Linked DNA regions of Rattus norvegicus: region 2 is linked to region 1. A link is a contact called in public Hi-C data. All regions are on one chromosome and are shown on one strand. The core of a region is the stretch at or near the end of the contact, and the rest is flanking DNA. Distances in the headings are between cores, read along the strand shown.

Region 1 (7,739 bases), core at 3,383-5,882:
AGAATACCTCTATAAAATCAGGTTGTAGTCAGGCTTATAGCTAAGACAAGATGGTACCAGGAGTGGGGCTTCTTGTGACAGATCTGACCATGTTCTTTTGGGGAGAATTGTGGAAGGACTTTGAAACTTGTGCAAGAAAAGCCATTGAGTGTGTGATACTTGGAAGATAGGACTATTGAAAGCAATGCAGATGACAGAGACCTGGTGTGTGAAGTTTCAGAGTGAAGCAGACTTTACCTGGCCTTTTGAGGGGTGGGGGTGAAGAATCTTTGTTGCTGGTTAGCTGGGGCTGTGATTACCAAGATAGCAGAACTTCTAAAGTATAACTTTTCCTTTGTTGGGATACTTGAGCCCACAGTTGAAATTTGAATTTTTAAAAGAGATTGGCTATTTTTTAAAGAGACTGAACTTTCAATGTGTCTGAATTTGTAAAGACTGCGGGATTTTAAAAGTTATTTATTTTTTAATGCGAGCTCTTGTGGAAGCGTGATGAAAGGAAAGGTTGTGGTTTAAAGGTGATCGTGTGTCAAGTTGACAAGGGGTCAATTGTGCTCGGTAGTTTTATGTCAACTTGACAGAAGCTGGAATCATCTAAGAGGAAGGGATCTCAATTAAGAAACTGCCTCCATAATATTGGGTTGTAGGCAAGCCTGAAGGGCATTTTCTTAATTAGTGATGGATAGGGAAGTACCCAGCCCACTGTATGTGATGCCATCCCTGGACTGGTGGTTCTGGGGTCTATAAGAAAGCAGGCTGAGCTCCCATGAGAATCAAGCCAGTAAGCAGCACTCGTCCATGGCCTCTGCATCAGCTCCTGCCTCCAGGTTCCTGCCCTGGTTAAGTTCCTGTCCTGACTTCTTAATTAACCCTGACACGGAAGTGTAAGTCAAATATACCCTTTCCTCCCCGACTTGCTTTTTTGGCCATGGTATTTCACTACAACCTGACCAATACAACCTCTTTTGCCCACTTCCAATTTTTGCTGAGCCCCTTTTACTTTGCAACTAGCTCCCCTTCTACTTCTATGTCTTTTCTTTCTTTTTTTCTTTCTTTCTTTGATGACTCAATGAGTTTTATTAGGGTTGTTTATGAAAGCATGGGCAAGACATTATTTGTAGAGACATAGGTGATTTACCAATGTCTAAGCTACTGAAGAAAATCCTTCTCCTTCCATAAGCAGTCATTAACTTCTTATCAATCATTCTTTCTACAGAACCAATAATTTTTACTGCTTTATCTTCAAATGACACTTGACCTTGAGCAAATGACTGAAACCACCTCCCCCAACAGTCCAGAGCTCACAATTAGCATAATGGTCCTTAGATACAATTTTTCCTCAATAATAACAATTTTCAAATACCAGAACATTGCCCCAAGATATTTATTGGTTTCAATGTAATGAACACAGACATGGTGCAGTTTAAAATTTAATCTGCATTACTAAATTTCATCCATCATTTTCTTAAGTCTAGGCCATCCAAAGTAATAAACCAGGCCTCAGCTTGTGCTGTTTGCCAGTTTCCCTGGTGTAGACACCTCTGCTGGGCTGATTATTGCATTAAGCCACTTAATAGATAGTTAAAAGAGGTGGACAGTGGCTCACCCCATGTCTGTTTCCACCAGGCTTATGGTAGTGTCAAAGCACAACTTACTATAACTGAGTTACAGAGTGCTGGGTCTTGGTATCTGCTACCTTTGTTTTCAATATGTCACATCCTGATGAAACCTGTCGTAGCAGAAAACATCATCAGGAATGAAGTATAATATATTTAGTATCCTGAAACCACCAAGCCAGAACAACTTAGCCTAGCCTACCTTAAATGTGCCCAGAAGATTTCCGTTAACCACATGAGCAAAGTATCTAATAGGAAGCTTCTCTTATAACACCTGCAATTTATTTAGCATTTTATATCAAAAGCCAAAAAAAAAGGAGGAAAAAAGGAAAGAAAAAAAAAGGAATGGTTGTCTGGGTATGATTTCATATGTCACTGGGAAGTAAAACAGTTTTAGTTAGGACATAATTTATTCATCAATGACGATTGTGTTTAACACATGGCTTTCATAATTAATGAGCTTTTAGTAAGTATCTCTCATGAGCTATCTGCAGTAGATTGCTGGAATCACAATAGTCCAATAAAGGTAGTGCTTACAAGCTCTACACATGTGTTTGTGTATGTAAATGTATATGTGAATATAAATGTACATGTAAATATGTATGTGTATGTATATGTATATATGTGTATGTGTAGGCATGTGGGCAAGAATGCATCTGCCATGCATGTGTGTAGTGCTCACTGGGTTTTGTGTAGTAGACGGTGTTTTGTGTAGTAGACGAGACTGTGTTTTGTGTGGTAGACTGTGTTTTGTGTAGTAGACTGTGTTTTGTGTGGTAGACTGTGTTTTGTGTGGTAGACTGTGTTTTGTGTGGTAGACTGTGTTTTGTGTAGTAGACTGTGTTTTGTGTGGTAGACTGTGTTTTGTGTGGTAGACTGTGTTTTGTGTGGTAGACTGTGTTTTGTGTGGTAGACTGTGTTTTGTGTGGTAGACTATGTTTTGTGTGGTAGACTGTGTTTTGTGTAGTAGACTTTGTTTTGTGTTGTAGACTGTATTTTGTGTAGTAAACATTGAGGCCAGACCACTGTGTGGCTTTTCTTTAAGGCTCACCCTGCAGCCAACATGAATTCACTGTTACCCAAACTTCCTGTAACAGAGTGGGAATGATTGATTCTTCTGAAGAGGTTCTAGTCAGTGGAACAGTGAATGGACATAGTCATTGAAGCAAATATCCTTTTATTAAAAATAGACTCTTTTCTCATACAATATATCCTGATTATAGTTTCCCTTCCCTCTGCTCCCCGCAGTTCCTCACTATGTCCCTTCCCATCCAGATCCACTTCCTTTCTGACTCTCACTAGACAAGAACAGGCTTCTAAGAGATAACAACCAAACATAACAAGATAAAATATCGTAAGATAAAACAAAGTCCATCACATAGACATTGGAGAAGACAAAAGAAGGAAAAGAGCCCCAAGAAGAGGCACTTACATCAGAGATCCACTTGTTCACACACTCAGGAGTCCCACAAAACTACTAGACTGAAAGCATGTGTTTCTCCAGACAGAAGAATTGTTTCCTGGAATAGAATGCTCTGGGGTTAGGGAAGCCATATGGGACTTCAAACAGGCAGCTCATCTTGTGCACAAGTTGAAAGAGAGATGGGGACTGTGTGAAATGAGTAAGATGAAGTGGAAAACTGGTTTCTTTGGAAAGTCAGTTATGTCAAACGATGCTTTGCCAGGGCACACAGGTGAAAGGATGTTTTGCTAAAGCAGACCTGTGAATGGATGCATGTTCTGTGGGGGCCTGGCTGTTTCTGCTGGGTCACGCCATCGCTGCTGATTCCTGTTTTCTATCCTGACACTACTGAATTGCAATGCTGGTTATATCCTGACAGACAACACAGATTGGATTTGCTCCAAAGGACTATTTCTAAACAGGTCCACTTCCTCCGTATCCTAATAACCTTTCTTTCCCACTACCTCTGGTGGGTGGTGAGCTAGAAGGGAGGTTAAAGGATTTAAGAATCCTTATTAAAAGTAGATTTTTGATGGGGTTGGGGATTTGGCTCAGTTGTAGAGCGCTTGCCTAGCAAGCGCAAGGCCCTGGGTTCGGTCCCCAGCTCCAAAAAAAAAAAAAAAGAATAGGAAAAAAAAAGTAGATTTTTGGAAAAACTCAAAGTCTACTGTAAGGCAGCAGCGTTCTGGAAAGCTCTGTGACTTCAGGCTATAACTTACTCAAAGAGGGGGTGATAAGATGTTTCTGAGTATTTTAAGTCTCAGGATTCAAAACATGGGAATCCTACTTGGGTGAGGATCCTCCATGGATAGGGGAGTCTAAGAAGGGCTGACCTTTTTGAAGGGTATTTTGTTGGTATGAAGTATAGCTTCCAGGGAATCAGTTTGAGTTCTTAACTTACCAGCCACCATTCTTCTCTAAGGATGTCTTACCTTCAGGCCAAAGAAAGGCCCTTAAACTTAGGGTCTGCAGGGGTTCAGAGGCATGTCCCTACAGATGTCTAGAGAAATGCAGTGCAAACACAGGGACCCCAGGCTAATTTTTTCCACTGGGAAAAAAGAAAGAAGAACAAAGGACATTGGGTTGGCAGTGGGCAAGTATTGCTGCAGAATTTTGAATGCACTTCTTCAGAGGTGAAAGGGAGAAAGTTTGAATAGAACCAGATGTGTTTTATCTGTTCCAGAGTAATGACTGGTTCCTCGGGTTCAGTCAGGGTCATGGGTGAAGGAGAGAATGCCAGGCTTCCTGTGCACTGGCTGTTCTGATGCTCTCCTTATCTGGATTGACCAGAAGTTGGCCTGGAGCTATCTGTCTGCTTTTAGCAGAGTAGGGATGAGAACCTACAGTATGCTTGTAGACCATATGATATGGAGACAGTCTCCTAAATATGCTGGTCATATTGCCAGATGTTCCCACATCAGCCTTCAACTACTCTTTATAGTAGGTTAGTGGTCCTTAGTTCTTTGGCCTAAAGTTCCATGAGTTGGCATGGGGCAGAGCTGGACTCTGTGCCAATGTCCTTTGTGCTGTGAATGCCTGACATATCTGGCATTGGCTGAGCATGAATCACATAGGCAGTCACAACTAGCTGGACCTGGGTGGGGTGGCGTCTTGTTCCCAGCCTATCCCTGGTGGCTCTTGGCAAAGGTTGAAAGTATGTAACTGCATGTATGTGTCTCACCACCCTCAGAGTGGGCATTTTAAAAAATGCTTTCTACATCACAGAGCAGTTAGATAATTTTTTTTCCTGAGTTTTCATAGATTATCATTTCCAGTCAGGGCTATGCAAATTATAAGCTGGTAATCTCATTGTGTGGTACACCTTCCCCTTGTCTAGTCCTGGTGCTGGTGAACTTGTCTCCCTGCTGAGGAGAGTGAGCCAGGTATGGATGGCGGAGATAGAACTGTACTGTGGGTGCTTGCCTCACTGTGGCATTGAAAGAGAAGCTGCAGGTCAGATCAGGCTCCAGCCCTGTGGCAAATGGACAGCTCTGCTCTGTCTACTTGAAAATTTCCCATTAAGATTTCATTCCTTTTTAGTTCTTTCTTTTAAACATTATTTTATTTATTTACATTCCAGCTATTGCTCTTTTGGGCCCCCCATCCCACAGTTACTCATCCTATTCCTCCTCCCCTTTGCCTCTGACAGAGTGCTCCCCTATCACTAGTCCTCCCCACTATCCTCTCCAGGAAGTTCTCTGCTGTATATGTGCCAGGAGCCTTGGACCAAACTGTGTATGCTGCCTGGTTGGTGGCTCAGTCTCTGGACGTTCCCTGGGGTCCGGGTTAGTTGAGGCTGCTGGTTCATTCCTTTTCTAAATAGAGGACTTCTCCTACTTAAAGGAACAGTGGTATTCAAAGGTTCCTTTGGTTTTGAAAAATTTACATTTAATTCTTTAAAGTTGCATCAAAGGTTCAATAGACCAATCTTCTGTGTTGGGGTAAATACTTGGGGGGCATTTATAGGAATTTCTCTAAACTTAATAAACCTTTGTATTGATTTTTTTGTGAGTTATACATCTTGCATCCCTGTCCCTCTTATCTTCCTGTCTTGTGTCCTCCCTCTGCTTTTACAACCTCCCCACCAAAAGAAAACGAAAAGAAACAAAATAAAGAAAACATCTCATTGTGGAAGCTGTATTGTGTCATAGCGTGTCACAGTGTGTCATAGAGTGTCACAATGTGTCACAGTATGTCATAGAGTGTCACAGTGTGTCACAGTATACCCCTTTGCCCAAACGGCTTTACTTGGAAATGATCACTGCAGGGAGTCACTGGTCTGGTTTGAGGCCTCTGGCTTGTGCTCCACCATTGATACTGGATCCTCACCAGGACTTCTCTCAGTTACCTTGTTGTTGCCCAGTGTCATGGAGATCCTACAGCTTTGGGTCAGCAGGACTGGCCCTTTCCCACACTCTAGCAGTCCATAGATGAGGTAGATTTTGGGGTGGGCCACCTCAAAGCCCTGGATCTGGGCCCGGGTGGTAGCTAGGTTGGTCAGCCTGTCAGCTCTCCCACACTCTGCCACCAGGTGAGCTCTTCTGCACTGCTCACTCAGTGCTGCAGCTGGCTGGAGGCAGGCAGGGTCAGTTTTCCTGTTCTCATGCATTGAGGCCTGGCTCATCCACATCCCCACCACCAGAGCCAGCTCTATCGAGCTGCCCAGTTAGGGTGTGGGGCCCACTCTTCAAGTGCTGCAACAGGTGAGGGGGTAGAGACAGCTCTCCTACTCTCACGACTCCGAGGCCAACTGTCCCGACTACCACATGTGGCAATGGGTGAAGTGGGGAATCACCCCTGTGCCTATTCCACTGTCAGCAGATGATAGGCAGGGCCAGCCTACCCACACCCTTGCCATCAGGGCCAACTCTACTGTGCTGCCCAGGCGAGATGCAGCCCCACTCTCCCAATTCTTGCAGCAGCTGAAGGTCAGAGACAGCTCTGCACGAGCTTTGGACATCTATGTGGTCCCAGGTGGTTGCCCAGACCGGGGACATCCACAAGGTCTTTAGTGTTAATAGGAGCTAGGGACATCAACACAGACCCCTGCTGCTGTATGGCCACAGACTCAGACATGGCCCCCAGCAGCATGATCCCTCTCTACCCTCCTGTCTCCTCTCTTCACAATGCTCAAACTGTTCTGTTTCCCTTCCTTTTTCATTTGTCCAGCACATATGTGCACATCATGGTGGTTCTTGCTGTGGGCAGGGCCTCTGTGCATCATCTACAGCCCACCTGCTCTTCGTGGTCACGGGCAGCCTCTGTGTGTCCTCCACTCACCTAAGCTGCTGTGTGGCATTGCAGCAGGTGGCAGCTGTGTCTCTGGGTGTTTTCTCCAAGCCTGCTCAGAGTGCTCTGAGAACATCTGGGTGTTTGGGTGTCCTCTGCCTGCCCGTGCTGCGTGGTGTGGCAACCTCTGTGTGAAATTTCTCTAAACTTCCAAAGCTGTATTTGTAAGTTGAATATTTTATCTTATTTTAAAGCTTTAACAACATCATGCTTCCAGCTTATTAAATAACTCATAAATAACATAAATAAACTTACACATGTAACGATTAATCAACTGTTATGACTGTATATAAACCTGGGAAAGTTCCCATTAAATACATACACGGGAATCTCAACCAAGCACTTTTAGGCAAACACCCTGCCACGGAGCTAGTCCAGTCCTCTGACCATGTGTTTCTAATAAGAATTTTCAATGCAGGTATATTTTATTATACTCAAAGTTCTCTTAAATATTATAAATATCCTTGCTACTGACTGTATAGGTTATTAATGCATACATAGTTATAGTTATACTCTTTTTTTTCTGCTAGGCATTTTATTATTAATTCTAAATATTCCCAGAGTTAAGATCAGACTGCCATCTCATGCAATTTAGAGAGAATTCATGAGGCAGGCCAGAATTCTTGTCATCCTTATTTAAGGTCGACACTGGGAACTTCATGCTGTCATGAATGTTGGTTCTTTCACACGGGTCTGCACAGCCTGGTATGGCTACACAACTGTGGACCACCAGCACTTGTCCTTTGTGATAGGACTGGCCGTGTGGAGAAGGTCAAGAACTAAGGGCATCCCTTCTTGTTTATTTCTATCCATTGAGCCTTATTTAGTATGGTCATGGAATTGTTCCTCTATTTGAGGCTGCTACGTGACTTGAT
Region 2 (7,739 bases), core at 3,693-6,192, 130 kb before region 1:
ACTTAGATGAACCTTCCCATCTGGAAGGATCGCTGTGAAGGGCCAAGCGGTGGTAGAAGCCAGTGGGCGCTCTCAGCTCCATGGTTTAACACTCCCTTGGTCCTCCAAGGTGCTCCTCAGTAAGGCTGGACCAATCTACTTCCCGTTTATTTTGCTTTTTTTTCTCCTCTTTGGTGTAGATTCCATGACGAGCAGGTGACTGCCTGACAACTTTTCAGGATCTTTGACAAAGAGTGATAAAGACATAAGAAGAATCGATAAGTCCACGCATCCATTTTCATGCTGTGGTGTAGAGCAAGGTCTAAATCCCAACTCGGTGAGCCAATGATTTAGTCTCCAATCTGAGAAATCAAAATGCTTCCAATCATTTTTCGAAAAATCTCGTCCAACCAGCACAGTGCTTGCTCCGCTAGCCTCCATGGTATGCTGCTTGGTTCATCTTGGTATTTTGGGAAGGACTCCCAGGATGCCCGGGCCAATATATTTGGTATTCACGTTAGAAAATCACCAGCCTTGCCTCTGACAGAAGCAAAATATAACCCGATTGTGGCTTCACCTGGCCTCGGTGCTTCCTGTCGAACTGACCTTCTCCCTGGAACCCCCTGAATGAACCTAGCCCAGCCATGCAGCCAACTCCTGTGCTGGAGACAGTCATGGAGATTGGCACAGAGGAAAAAGGAGCCGTGGTTTTGATGAGTTTCCAGGGCATGATGGCTGCAGCCCTGTCTCAGCCTCCTGGCTGGCTTTGTACAAACCAATTTACTCATTTGAACTTTCGATGTCTCAACCCTGAAATGAAGGTTCTGGGTGAGGTAATGAGCTAGTAGCTCCAGTTTGTGTCGGAGAGGTGGAGGGGCTAGGGGAGGAGTCATGGAGAATTGCAAAGGCAGTCAGTGTATTGGGGAGTCTACATCATGGGGCAGGTTTACTCCACCTGGTAGGTAAAATAGCTTGTCAGTTTTATAGCTATGGCTCACTAAGCTGAGCATAGAGCAGGTTTAATCATTCAATCAGGATTTATGGAGAGTCCGGAGGGCCCAGGACTATGCCAGGTCTGGAGGACTAGAATAGTGAGCAAGTCAAACAAGGTCCCACTCTTGTTCTGTCAGGTGTGTGTGTGTGTGTGTGTGTGTGTGTGTGTGTGTGTGTGTCCAGGGCCAAAGGGATTGCTTGGTAGACAGAGATATCTGCACTGCCTGAGATCCAGCCTCAGACCCCACAAGGTGGCAGGAGAGAACAGATTCCTGGTGAGTGTTTTGTGACCTCCACATTTCTGCCTTGCAGTCATACATGCAAACACATATGTGTACACTCCAAAAATAGAGATAGGTGCTAGGATTTAAACACAATATGCCATCATAATGGCACTGTGACATTTAGCTTTGGTGGCTTGGAGAGAGTCCTGGGAGGAGCTGCTTGTCGGGTGAGACTTCAAGAGTATTAAAGACGAGACTGAAATGTTGTTTAAGAGTGACAACACGGTTAGGCTCCTGATCTCTCTCTGGGAGGGAGGAGGTGTTACCTTTACCTCCCAAGGATAATCACATCATAGAGGACAGAGAGAAGCAAGGGGGTGGTACCTGTGGGGTCCTATCGCAGGGATTGGGCAACTGAGGCCACAATGGAGTCCCTTGCAGAGAAGGGGAGGATGTTTCTTCAGAAGGCCATGATGTCAACGGAAGGGCTTGGTAAAGCTTGGTATCGGTGGTCATGGTGACAATGATGATGGTGGCGATGATGATGATTGCAGGCAACATCTCTAGTAGATAATATTTTAAGAGACAATTTTACATATTCTAAACACTGTTCTTCCCTTTGGAAGTGTTCGTTATAGAATCTTCACAACTATTGGAGCTATCCTTGTCCCCTCCCCCATTTTAACAAAGGAGAAACTGAAGAATAGGAAATAGGAAAATATTGCAATGTGCCCAAGAGTTTGCAGCTGGTATTTGGTATCTGATTTCTGTTCTCTCTCTCTCTCTCTCTCTCTCTCTCTCTCTCTCTCTCTCTCTCTCACACACACACACACACACACACACACACACACATATTCTCTCTCTTGTTATCATATATGTAAAGAGTTCCATTGATTTCACATCTATCTATCTATCTATCTATCTATCTATCTATCTATCTATCTATCATCTATGTTTCATTACGCTGATCCCGTGCCTTTACCTGTGCGACACTGCCATCTGTAGGCCTCAGTCAAATCGTCATAAATACCTGATGTGGAAGTGTCTTTAGAAGTCAGAGCTTTCCAATGAGGTCCTTCCAATGGCAGAGGACCCCTTACCTAGATTGATCCCTGCTCACTCGACAGACAAGGAAATCTGGACTCTAAGAATCAGATCAGTAATAAAAGCACTGTGAGTTCTGAGTTCTCTTAACTTTGATTCATCTGTGCTTTCTACCCCCATATCCCACTGCCTTGACTTCCTCACTGGAAACCCCTGGCAGAAGTGACCAAATAGAATTGTCTTCCCAACACTAAAGAAGATAATACACACACAAAACTTTTGGTCCAGTACGTAGCCCCTAGTAAGTGTGCAACACACATGTCAGCGTCTTTGAGTCATTCCACAAGGTCAGGCTCCATGCTCAGGTATGCACTCTTTGGGCTGGGGAGGGGAGATTTGAAGTTCTTGGGAGGGGACACGTTTTCCTCTCCCAGGGTTTGCATGTTGATTGATAGGCAGTGAGACCTTGTTCAAACCCCCTCATAGTGAAAGTTAGATGTGATTGGGAATCTTGTAACCCACATCAAAACTGTCCGGTGTAGGGAAGGAACTGCCCACTCTAAATAAACGACTTTTCGTTGCTGAGCTGCTCTTTGAACACTCAGACACAAGGCCTTTGTAAAGTGTAACTCCCTTTTACACACATTCCTCCCATATGGCTACTTTCCCTTTCATTTATAGAGCATAAACACCCATCTCTTCTTACTCATTCAGCATAATGAATTTCAGATCCTTTGTCTCAGTTGAGGAGGAGCCTCAGTAGGATTATGGGCATCTGTCAGTCTTCCTGTTGCAAGGCCCTGGAGGGCTTGTTCAAGGTTCTTTATGGGGAGAAGATAATAGGCTCTTTGCTGGTGGACCTGACCAAGCTTTCTCCTTCCTTTGACAATGGAACCTGTTTCCGTGAGCAGACACATCTCACCTTCATAAAGAGCACCTTCTTTATCGTTAAACCAGTCACACTCCCTTCAAGCGTTCTCTTTCCCTTGCAAGCCAGGGAGATTTGTTTCTTCAAAGATTTTTCTAGTTGTCAAGAAAGACTAGGCAGGAAAGCCTCCTTACTCTATTGGGTTTCTTTTTGGTTGGGGGGAGATTCTGCACAGATTTATTTATTTTATTTTATGTACACAATTGCTTTGTCTGCGTGTGTGACAGGGCGTGTCTGTGCCTAAAGAGGTTAGAATGCATCAGATCCCCATGTGCTGGAGTTATGGATGGCTGTGAGCCACTGTGGTGGGTGCTGGGAACTGAACCTGGGTTCTCTGCAAGGACAAGCAAAGGCCCTTAACCACTGAGCTATATCTCCAGTTCCAGATTCTGCAAAGATATTGGAATCTCGAGGTCTGGTGCTACGTACAGGTACCCAGCCTTCTCTCCAAGCTGGATCGGAATGTTACAACGTGATTGTGGTGATTGTGCTTTCTCCGGCTGATCCACACTCAGTCTTCTATTCCAGTGCCTTGCCCTACACTTGGGTGAGGATCAAAATACATACAGAGGACGCAAGGTCTACTTTCTATTGCCCACCAGTCTGTTGGCTCGCCCCGCTAGAAGACAGCCAGCATTTGCTTGTCTGTTCCCTTCAGGCACTAGGATACTAATAAATGTGTGTATTAAGGGCTTGCCACCTCTCTTCAAGCCCTGCTAGCTAGCACTAGCTGTACCTCCACCAGGACCTAGTTTGAAAGCCAATTGCTATGTGGCTGTATGGGGAGATGGAGACACTAAGTGGAAGTCCATTTGAATTCCCACCTTCGGGGCTGGGGATTTAGCTCAGTGGTAGAGCACTTGCCTAGGAAGCGCAAGGCCCTGGGTTCGGTCCCCAGCTCCGAAAAAAAGAACCAAAAAAAAAAAAAAAAAAAAAAAAGAATTCCCACCTTCTTCTGCTCTTTTCTGGAAGCTCTGGGCTGTGTGTGTTGGGGGGCGGGGGGTTGAAGGCCTCAGTGGCTCAGGACCAGAGACAACAATCAGATAGTTAGGAAGTGATGGAGTTTTGAGAGTTTATCATCTTTGTTTTAAAATGCAATTTATTTAGTTATAAGCTTATATCATTTAGTTTTAAATGATGGTTGCATTTAACATCTGCCTGGCAGAGATCCTGAAAACCCGGGAGTCTGGTCTGAGCCCATCTAGCACAGTGCTGACCCCACAGGGCAGCCCCTGTGGGCCCGGGTGGCTCTGGGTTCAAGAAGGACTGGCTGTATTTCTTGAAGGTTGTTCTCCCAACACTAGGACGTTTAAAGGGCCCTCCTCAGTTTGAGGTCCGTTTGGAGACTTGATGGTTAAGAAGCAGGGTGGGAGCTTTTGCAATGGGAGGAAAGAGGTGGGTCTGGAAAAGGAGGTCAGTGCTGTGCTCCCGGAGCCAGCTGCCTTGGGAAGGCTAAGACTCAGGGAGTTCACAGATGTCCACAAGGCAGTAGTAACTGATGCATCTCTTCACTGGGGTACCTAGCGCAAAAAACCGCGAGTAGGTTCCAGCGTTCGTTTCTTAGGTCAGCCCACGCCTCCTGCCTCAGCATAACGCCACTCCCTCCCCTCCAAGTGGCTCTTGCTCAGGAGGCGGGACCGAGTTCTCCAGTGGCCCCTGGAGGCTCCAGGCTGCGAGCTCTGGGAGGCTGGGAGAGGAGTTAGGGGAGGGGCGCTGACTGGGCAGTCCAAAGAGGAGGGGGCCTTTAATAGGCTCGCCCAGCGCCTAGTTTGCTGCACCGCGAACGGCTACGGTTCGCAGAGCAGCCCGCCACCTCGCGTCACTTCTCCACCGCAAATTTTCGCCTGTGCACTTGACAGCGATCCTACTAGAGCTCCCAGAGCGCGTTTTGCTTAGGGAGGAACAGGTAGGAGGCGCGGGCTGCCCTGTGCACGCTCGCTGTTCTGGGAGGAGTCTCCCGGACTTGGTTGGCTGTCCTTTCTGGGAACTGCCCATTGTCCCGGGCGTTGGTGTGTGGGCTACAAGGGGACAGTGCTTGCCGTGGGAGCCGGGCTAAGTTTCATCCCAGAGCGCGTCTGTGCGCGGCCCGGCGCCATGCTTCTACTGGGCATCTCAATCCTGGCTCTTGCCTGGCGACCTGCTAGCAGCTCCGAGCCAGAGTGGGAGGTGGTCGTTCCAATCCGACGGGACCCGGACATCAATGGCCGCCACTACTACAGGAGGGGTACGGAGGACTCCGGGGATCAGGGTCTCATTTTTCAGATCACAGCTTTTCAGCAGGACTTTTATCTACACCTGACGCCAGATGCCCAGTTCCTGGCTCCCGCCTTTGCTACTGAGTATCTAGGTGTCCCCCTGCAGAGGCTCACTGGCAGCTCTCTAGACCTGCGACGCTGCTTCTATTCCGGGTATGTGAACGCGGAGCCAGACTCCTTTGCTGCTGTAAGCCTATGCGGGGGTCTCCGCGGAGCCTTTGGCTACCAAGGTGCGGAGTATGTCATTAGCCCTCTGCCCAACACCAGCGCGCCTGAGGCGCAGCGTCATAGCCAGGGCGCACACCTTCTCCAGCGCCGGGGTGCTCCCGTAGGGCCTTCCGGAGACCCTACCTCTCGCTGCGGGGTGGCCTCGGGCTGGAACCCCGCCATCCTGAGGGCCTTGGACCCTTATAAACCACGGCGGACGGGCGTGGGCGAAAGCCACAACCGGCGCAGGTCTGGGCGCGCCAAGCGCTTCGTGTCTATACCACGGTACGTGGAGACACTGGTGGTGGCGGACGAGTCAATGGTCAAGTTTCACGGCGCGGATTTGGAACATTATCTGCTGACGCTGCTGGCCACGGCGGCGCGACTCTACCGCCACCCCAGCATCCTCAACCCTATCAACATCGTTGTGGTCAAGGTGTTACTCTTAGGAGATCGTGACACTGGGCCCAAGGTCACAGGCAACGCGGCCCTGACTCTGCGCAACTTCTGTGCCTGGCAGAAAAAGTTGAACAAAGTGAGCGACAAGCACCCCGAGTACTGGGACACAGCCATCCTCTTCACCAGACAGGTGAGTTGATCTGTCACCTCTTTGGGTTCAACCCTATTTTTCTTAGGGTCATTGAGTTTAGAACTCCAAAGATCCTTGTCCCCTTTGGAGACACCCAATGTCCCCTTTAAACTGGTTTCTTTCGAATCCTAGCAATGGAAGTTCTAAATAGAGTCCTCTCCTAGGCTCAGCAGAGCTTCCACCTCATGTGTTTCTGGGAGGTTGGAGGAGATCCTGCTTTTTTCCGAAGGTGTTGTCCTGATGGGGCCAATCAGCGCCTTCTGGACCAGGCACTGAGGGGCTGGAACCTGGGAAGTTGCCGCCCCTGAGCTGCAGTTTGTCTTAGAGGCCGATAGGAGGCGCTATGAGGATGATGTTGTAGATGGTGGGAATGGGAACTCGTTCCCCTCTCCTCTGTGGGTGGCTAAGTTTTCTCTGACGTCTCCTAGCAGGCTAACGTTTGCTGGATGGAGTACTGGAAGGAGATTCAAGGTCAGTGCCCGCTACATTTCTAGTGGGCAACATGTCGTTCTTTCTCTATCTTGGGACTGGGAATCCTGGATTGAGATGGAGGGGATCATGGCAATAGTTTGTGAGTTGCTGTGAAAGGCCAGACTTGAGTATACGCTCCACCGCCGCTTTTCCCTACATCCTTTTCTGTTGGGCCTTGTCCATAGGATTCCTAGCGCGCAGTCTCGGAAGGCCACCTGTTGGAACTGGAGCCATTTCACTTGGAGCTTCACTTAGAATTGAGCTGGGGAAACTGCCTTTCAGTTTTCTCTGATCCTTGTTAGTAGATGGTGACCTGTTCACCTAGCTGTGTTCTAAGCAGTAGAGCAGGTAAGAGTGCTTACGCTTTAGTCCGAAGACCCTCCGTCGAGGGCAGGACTTCTGCTCTGCCCTTGTGCAAGGTGGTGTGAGCCTAGTCGAGAGTATTTGGACAGTCCAGCTGCAGGCTTGGGAAGATGGGACTAGAGACAGATCTAGATGTGGGAAGAGAGCCCTGCCTTCCTAGCGTCTTTAGCAGATCTTCTATCTCAAGAAGCTATTAACCTGTGAACATTTAGATCCCTAAATGTTCACCTAAAAGTTGGGTGCTGTGAAGATCTGGATTCCTGAAATTCTTTAGACGCTGGAGAAGAGTCATCCAAATGCCCTGCTTTCTCTGATTTTGGAGCTGTGATTTGAATCCCTGCAGCATCCTTGTTTTTATTTATTTTTTATCATCAGAACCACGGCATTCTGGCCACCGTACAGGGTTCTTTGTTACCTCCATGGCTCTCAGTCTCCTTGTTTCTAAACGGCCACTTAGAGTTGGTCTGGCGCCCACGAGCTGGAGCCGGAGTCTTCCACAGTAACCCATTTGGCACGGCTAGTCCTTTCTTGCGCTGGAACTTCCTCCTTTCCCAGCCTCTTCTCCTCCCACCACCTGGTTTCTCTAGGGAGGTCTTTGGCCCGAGCCTTGTTTCCTTGTGCTCATTCTTCCAACTGAGGTCTGTTGAGCGGCCGCAGCCCCAGCCCTAGAAGCCCTGCTTGAGTCA

Evidence for each region. Hi-C and Micro-C count contacts between places; a contact is called where the count stands out from the background.
Region 2: a Hi-C map of Schwann cells shows a contact between it and region 1, with 3 times the contacts expected there. The contact joins the promoter of Adamts15 here to the enhancer-like site in region 1. A contact is called at or near these places in 4 of 12 Hi-C or Micro-C datasets (Schwann cells, liver, mammary epithelial cells and 1 more).

Annotation. Positions count from the first base shown.
Region 1 is chr8:37,460,849-37,468,587 of GRCr8, reverse strand. LOC134480009 (a long non-coding RNA gene) reads left to right here. Exons shown (of 2, transcript XR_010054110.1): 2 at 1-7,739. Among named protein-coding and RNA genes, the nearest start is that of Adamts15, 120 kb to the left of the region's middle. Within about 2 kb of position 4,632, at least 15 of the 93 cell types and tissues checked have an H3K27ac peak or open chromatin away from gene starts, as enhancers often do. A contact at or near this core is called in Schwann cells, where this site is marked.
Region 2 is chr8:37,586,649-37,594,387 of GRCr8, reverse strand. It overlaps Adamts15 (ADAM metallopeptidase with thrombospondin type 1 motif, 15), which reads left to right and starts at 4,942. Exons shown (of 8, transcript NM_001106810.1): 1 at 4,942-6,219. The coding sequence starts at 5,263.